2 separate regions of the Mus musculus genome follow, and region 2 is linked to region 1. A link is a contact called in public Hi-C data. All regions are on one chromosome and are shown on one strand. The core of a region is the stretch at or near the end of the contact, and the rest is flanking DNA. Distances in the headings are between cores, read along the strand shown. Region 1 overlaps Rubcnl (RUN and cysteine rich domain containing beclin 1 interacting protein like). Region 2 holds the start of Lcp1 (lymphocyte cytosolic protein 1).

Region 1 (2,700 bases), core at 30-2,529:
AGGATAAAGAGGAGCTTTCAGATACAGAGGTTGCTGATGGAAAGGTGAGGTTGCTGCTAGATTGGCCTTTCTCCACATAAACAAACCATCATGATAACAAGTTATTACAAGCCACTGATTGATAATGACTCTGAGCCCAAACCCACTTGTCATAGCCTTGTGCAACAAGAAGTTCTTTAACTTAGTGTTATTTTGCCTCTTTGTCTTTCTCCTAGAAAAGCAATGGTACAAAGTGAGCCCCCAAGCCAAGTCTTGCCTTTTGTCTGAAGGCAGCGTTTCCCCACAATCCTTATCGGTACCTTTAAAAGCTGTCCAGTGTTTTTTTGAGGTGTTCTTCTGTTTGCTTTTAAGCCAGACTCTCACTCTGTGTAGCAGACTGGTCTTAGACTGCCAGAAAGACTGGTCTTTCTTAGACGGAAGGAAGTTCTCACTTCACGTCCTGAGTGACAAGATCATAGGAGTGAGCCATCATACCTGACAAGACTCTCGAGAGTCATTCTATGGAATTAAGAAACAAAAGTCCAGAGTTACAGGTTTTCTCTTCCTTTATGTAGAGCAGCATAAGGGGGGGGAGCAAATATTGGTCACTAAGGCACGGGATTTCCTATGACACCCACATCTCTAATGGCAGCTGTGGGACCTTCTTGTGTGGATGGAAGCATTTCCTGAGGCTGTAGGAACAATATCCTGGGTTCTACTGCTTGAACAGAATCTACATGTTTACAAAATACCCTCTCTCTCTCTCTCTCTCTCTCTCTCTCTCTCTCTCTCTCTCTCTCTCTCTCTCTGTCTCCTTATGGAATAACAGGTAATAATCCCAACTCAAGGCAGGAGAGATTTCGTGACCAAGGCCTAACAGGTCTGGGCACCCTCTCTTGCTTTTTCCTCTGCACTCAGGTCTTTACGTGTAGCTTAGGGGTCAAAATTCTGCCAGCTTCATGTTTTTGTTGAAAAAGACAAACCAGCAATTTAGTTTCATCACCCCTTCTAGTTACAGTGGCAGGATGCTTGGCAGAGATGGTGAACGATTCCCACATCCAAGCCTCTGAAATATTTACCTCAGTGAAGAGGTCTCTCTAGTCTTCCATTTCTGACTGACTTTGTTCAACAGGAAGTATTGGGGTGACACTTCCTGCATTTGTCTGGCATCTGAGAACCCACAGTTCCCCAAACATTGGCAGCATCTCTTAATTTATCAGGTCAGGACAGCATAGCTCTTTTGACTGTCCGGAAATCTCACTTCCGTCCCAGGCTGCAGTTAGCAGTTATGTGATAGGAACAACTTGCATTGGTGTTGCCTGTTGCCAGTAAGGAGTGGGTGAGGGTGTAAGATTGGATGACACAGCACAGTGGTCCGAGCTTGACTGAAGCCCTGTTTGCTGTCAGATGACATTGTGTGTGCAACAGGAAGTTTGGGGCAGGTTGCCACCAGCTAAGGAAGTGCTGGGGAAGTGATCCTGTAGTCATTTTTGTAAAGAATTGTTTGTTTATTTATTTCATGTATATGAGTACACTGTAGCTGTCTTCAGACATACCAGAAGAGGGCATCATATCCCATTACAGATGGTTGTGAGCCACCATGTGATTGCTGGGAACTGAACTCAGGATCTCTGGAGAGCAGTCAGTGCTCTTAACCACTGTGCCATCCCTCCAGAGTTTATTTAGGGCATGGAGAAGGGAGTTGGGGGTGGGGGCCAGGGTAGTAGAGACAGAGAAAGGCAGAGAGAGAGAGAGAGAGAGAGAGAGAGAGAGAGAGAGAGAGAGAGAGAGAGAGGAGGAGGAGGAGGAGGAGGAGGAGGAGGCAAGCCACCCTTTTTATAGTGAGTTAGGTAGCCTGGCTATTGCCAGGTAACTGTGGGGCAGGGCCTACAAGGAAACCCCACAATTTTCCCCATATTTGTTCTTTGTGTGTGTTTTTCTTTTGTATTGTGGGAGTTCACCTGTGCGCATGTATATGTGGAGGCCAGAAGTCAAAGTCACGTGTCTTCCTCTGCGCTTCTCTCAGTTCTCCCCCCCCCCACCCCCCCCCAACACACACACTTTTGGAGACAGAGCCTCTCACTGAATCTGCAGCTCACTAATTTTCTAACCCAGCAGGCTACGAAGCCCCAGGGTTCCTCCTGTCTCCACCGCTACACTACTGGGTTAACCAGTGCCTGATGCAATAGGAGCTTGAACTCAGGTCCTCAGTGTTGCCTAGCAAGCACTTTATTGACGGAGCCATCTCATTTCTCCATGTTTAATGGCTCGCTGTGTTGGCAGGTGATGCTCGGAGCAGCAGCAGAAGCCATGCTTGGAATTTCTTCCCACTAGAGACGTTCATGCTGCCCGCTGATGTAGAAAAGGTGAGCGCCTCTCAGCCACAGAGGGCCTGAGTCTGTCAGTAGTGGTGCGCGATGTGATCATGGAAACCACCCTGACGCAGTACAGCCTAAGAGGTTCTTTTCAATATTTGATGGAGGCCGCCAGGGGCGCTAAACTGAAGTCTTCAGGCACGGTGTGCTCAGTTGTGCATGACTAAGGAGCTAAGTCAGGTTCTGGGCTCTATCCACCGAGGGTGTTCTATCATAAGACATGCAACTTGGTGGTTGGGATGGGGCTCAGTAGTAGAGCGCTTACTTTGCATATATGATGTTGTGTTTTAATCTCCAGTCCTGAGAAATAAATCAATTTAGTTTGGTATATCTGTGTCTCTGGATG
Region 2 (2,721 bases), core at 160-2,659, 100 kb after region 1:
TCTGCTGAGCCTGTAACCTCTGGCATTTGGAAGTGCTTTGCAATAATTTTAGTAGAGTGTCAATAGCAGCTCGTCCTCTTCAACAGCCCAAAAGACTGTGTGCTTCTCAAATCTCCCATTCTGCTTTATTCTTACTGTCTGAATTGAACACATGTTTCCCTTGTAAGTGTGTTAAAGACTACAGATTGTGTAAGGGGGTGATAACGGCCACTTAGGTTTAGTTGAGCAGAGGTTGCCTGGACATGCAATGGCAGTGGTATTCTGTGTGGAGGACCTTTGGGTCTTTTGCCTCAGTTGGACAACTGCAGCAGTATCCTCACTCTTGTGGCCACGTACTTGACAATGATGCCGCAGTTCTGTTGCCTTTCCACTTCTGTATTGCACTCAGATCAGAACTTTTTAATCAGGACTGACATTAATGAATGTTCTAGGATACTGCTTCTCGGTCTAGCTCATGTGGCAGCCTTCCTTGTTGATACAAGAAGGCTCCTTCCATTACTCTGGCAGTGATACCAGCTGTGGTAAGTCTCAGCAACAGAAGAGGCATCCCGGAGCCTGAGGAAAAAAGCTGGAGGGTTGTTCTTCTCTTGCCTGTGCTTCTAAGCAAAGTGGCTTTACTTTCCTAATGTTCACATGCTAGGCTCTGCACAGACTTGCTTTCAAGAGCGGATTCTAAAGCAGTAGGAATTTGCTTACAGCCCACCAAACGGCATCACTTGTGCCTTGAGACTTAGTCTGTGCCCCAACTTTACACTGGCGTCGTGGAAACCTTGGCTAGCCATTGCTGAAGGGGTACCTCCCTCACATTCCAGAACTCTACACACACGAACTCTTTCAACCCACCCCAAGAATCAGACCATAATAAAATAGCTGTAAGGTAGCACAGGTGAGCAAGGACGGAATGATCCCTTTTTATTCAGCTCCAAGTCCATACCTGGATTCAACGCATTAAAGAGATCACTTCCTGAGGATTTGTAATGGGGTGTATCACTTTACAAAGGTGTTACTGGGGAGAAGAAAACCCTCTCTACTTTCTCAGGTGGGGTGTTTGTAGTGCATACTTGTGGGGCGCTTGATGTCTTCAGTGAAGACTACAAATGTATAAAGAATAAAATAACACAGACAGGGACACTGATGACCCTGGTATTTGGAAAAGGCCGAGAGCTATATCCTGAAGCAACAGAAAGTAGAACGAGGGGGTTAATGTCCAGCTCTGCTTAGTAGAAATTATTTAGTTAGGGACAAGAAGGACCGGTTTTACTATTCTTGTACTGTGAGCTATTGTGATCTTAAAGCCATTCCTAAGGACTTGGCACGTCTCAGAACATGTGTTCCCCTTGCTTATGTCTATTTCCAAAGGGGAAAGAGTTCTCTGGGAGAGGTATCTTATGTAATGCACAGAGACATTAGCCTGATGGGGCTTTGAAAGCTTCAAGAGCCTCCTCCTATGGCGGAGGCTGGGATTTGTAAACAAGCTGTCCATAGGCTGTGGCTAAAGGAATAAGGAAACTTGAAGGGAAAGGGCTCCAGAGGAAGTAGACAGGAGGCCGGAATAATAGACTTCTCTCAAGTGACCTCCACCCCGCAGAAACAAATGTGCAAAGATCAACAGACGGGCTGATTCCAGGTATCTCGGTTATGTCTCTAAAGTAGGAGGGAAGGGTTTTTGCTGAGGACAGGAGGAAGCGAGGGAAACTGGTTCTCTCTGCGGAGGTCATATCGACTTCGCCAGATACAGGCTCCAGATTTCGCCTTCTGAAACGGGGAGAAGGAAGTGGGTTTGTGGCTCACTTTGAACAGAGGGTGCGTTTCTCACGCGTACACACCTGACGTTTCCATGAGAAAGCTTACCGAGTCATCCGTAGCACAGCTCCCTTCGGTCTCTGTAGAAAGGTGCGGGAGAGGAAGTGGGAACTGTCATGCTTTGTCCGTCTAGAGGCAAACAGCTGCGGTTGCTTCACCTCACTGACCCCGTTTCCTTGCCTGTAAGAACTTTTCTCTATTCGTGGTCTATGATTCTATCAGAAATTTCTACCCAAGCAATTCTTAATCACTTGCTCGCGGTGTAGATGAATAATGGTTGAATTTGTTGGATTTTTCACCTATCCTGGTGTTGGAATACAAATGCCGTTATCTCTATTCAACATTCAAGGACTATACTGGGTGATTTTTTGATTTAAATAATATTTAATCAAGCTTTGGTGGGTGGAATCATTCGTGTGATTTAGTGGCAAAGCCAGGTTTTTATTTTGTAGATTTTAATCAGGTCCTCCTCACCCTGCCTTCTCCAACTCCCTTAATTTTAATTGCCAATTAATTTTGTTTGTTGGGAAAACTACCTTGAAAGTGTAAAAAGTAAGTCACCTTCCTCTTCCTTCTCCTTCTTTTCTTCTTCTCCTCTTCATTCTTCTCTTCCTTTTCTTCTACGTCTCGACTGCCAATGTTTGGTATGAAGCATTGCAGGAGAGATATAGGTATACGTATATACATGCACACATACATGTATGTGCTTATATATAAACATATCACTTTGTATGATGTAACAAGATCATCATTTTTGTCAATTCAGGTTTTCCTCTTGAGCTTGTTCTCAGACATCCTGTGGAGCAGAAAGTAGGAATGACCTTATGTTTTCAATACAAGCTGTGGTTTTGTAGGCTTAGCATCTTGATTCTCAGTCTGGCCAGATATTATTTATAAGATGCTGAACTGGGGAATATG

Evidence for each region. A called contact is a pair of places that touch in the nucleus more often than the background predicts.
Region 2: a contact with region 1 is called in a Hi-C map of B cells, with 2.2 times the contacts expected there. The contact joins the promoter of Lcp1 here to the enhancer-like site in region 1. A contact is called at or near these places in 2 of 39 promoter capture datasets (macrophages and neutrophils), 3 of 484 Hi-C or Micro-C datasets (B cells, muscle stem cells and nephron progenitors), 2 of 115 datasets of contacts at active chromatin or transcription factors (both in bone marrow-derived macrophages) and 2 of 9 other capture datasets (adipose tissue and liver).

Annotation. Positions count from the first base shown.
Region 1 is chr14:75,033,157-75,035,856 of GRCm38.p6, forward strand. Rubcnl (RUN and cysteine rich domain containing beclin 1 interacting protein like) reads left to right here. Exons shown (of 14, transcript NM_198642.2): 3 at 2,263-2,345. Among named protein-coding and RNA genes, the nearest start is that of Rubcnl, 18 kb to the left of the region's middle. Within about 2 kb of position 1,280, at least 118 of the 459 cell types and tissues checked have an H3K27ac peak or open chromatin away from gene starts, as enhancers often do. A contact at or near this core is called in B cells, bone marrow-derived macrophages and neutrophils, where this site is marked.
Region 2 is chr14:75,135,016-75,137,736 of GRCm38.p6, forward strand. Lcp1 (lymphocyte cytosolic protein 1) reads left to right here and starts at 1,410. Exons shown (of 17, transcript NM_008879.4): 1 at 1,410-1,627. It overlaps Gm15628 (a long non-coding RNA gene), which reads right to left and starts at 2,099. Exons shown (of 2, transcript XR_383590.3): 1 at 1,852-2,099; 2 at 874-1,755.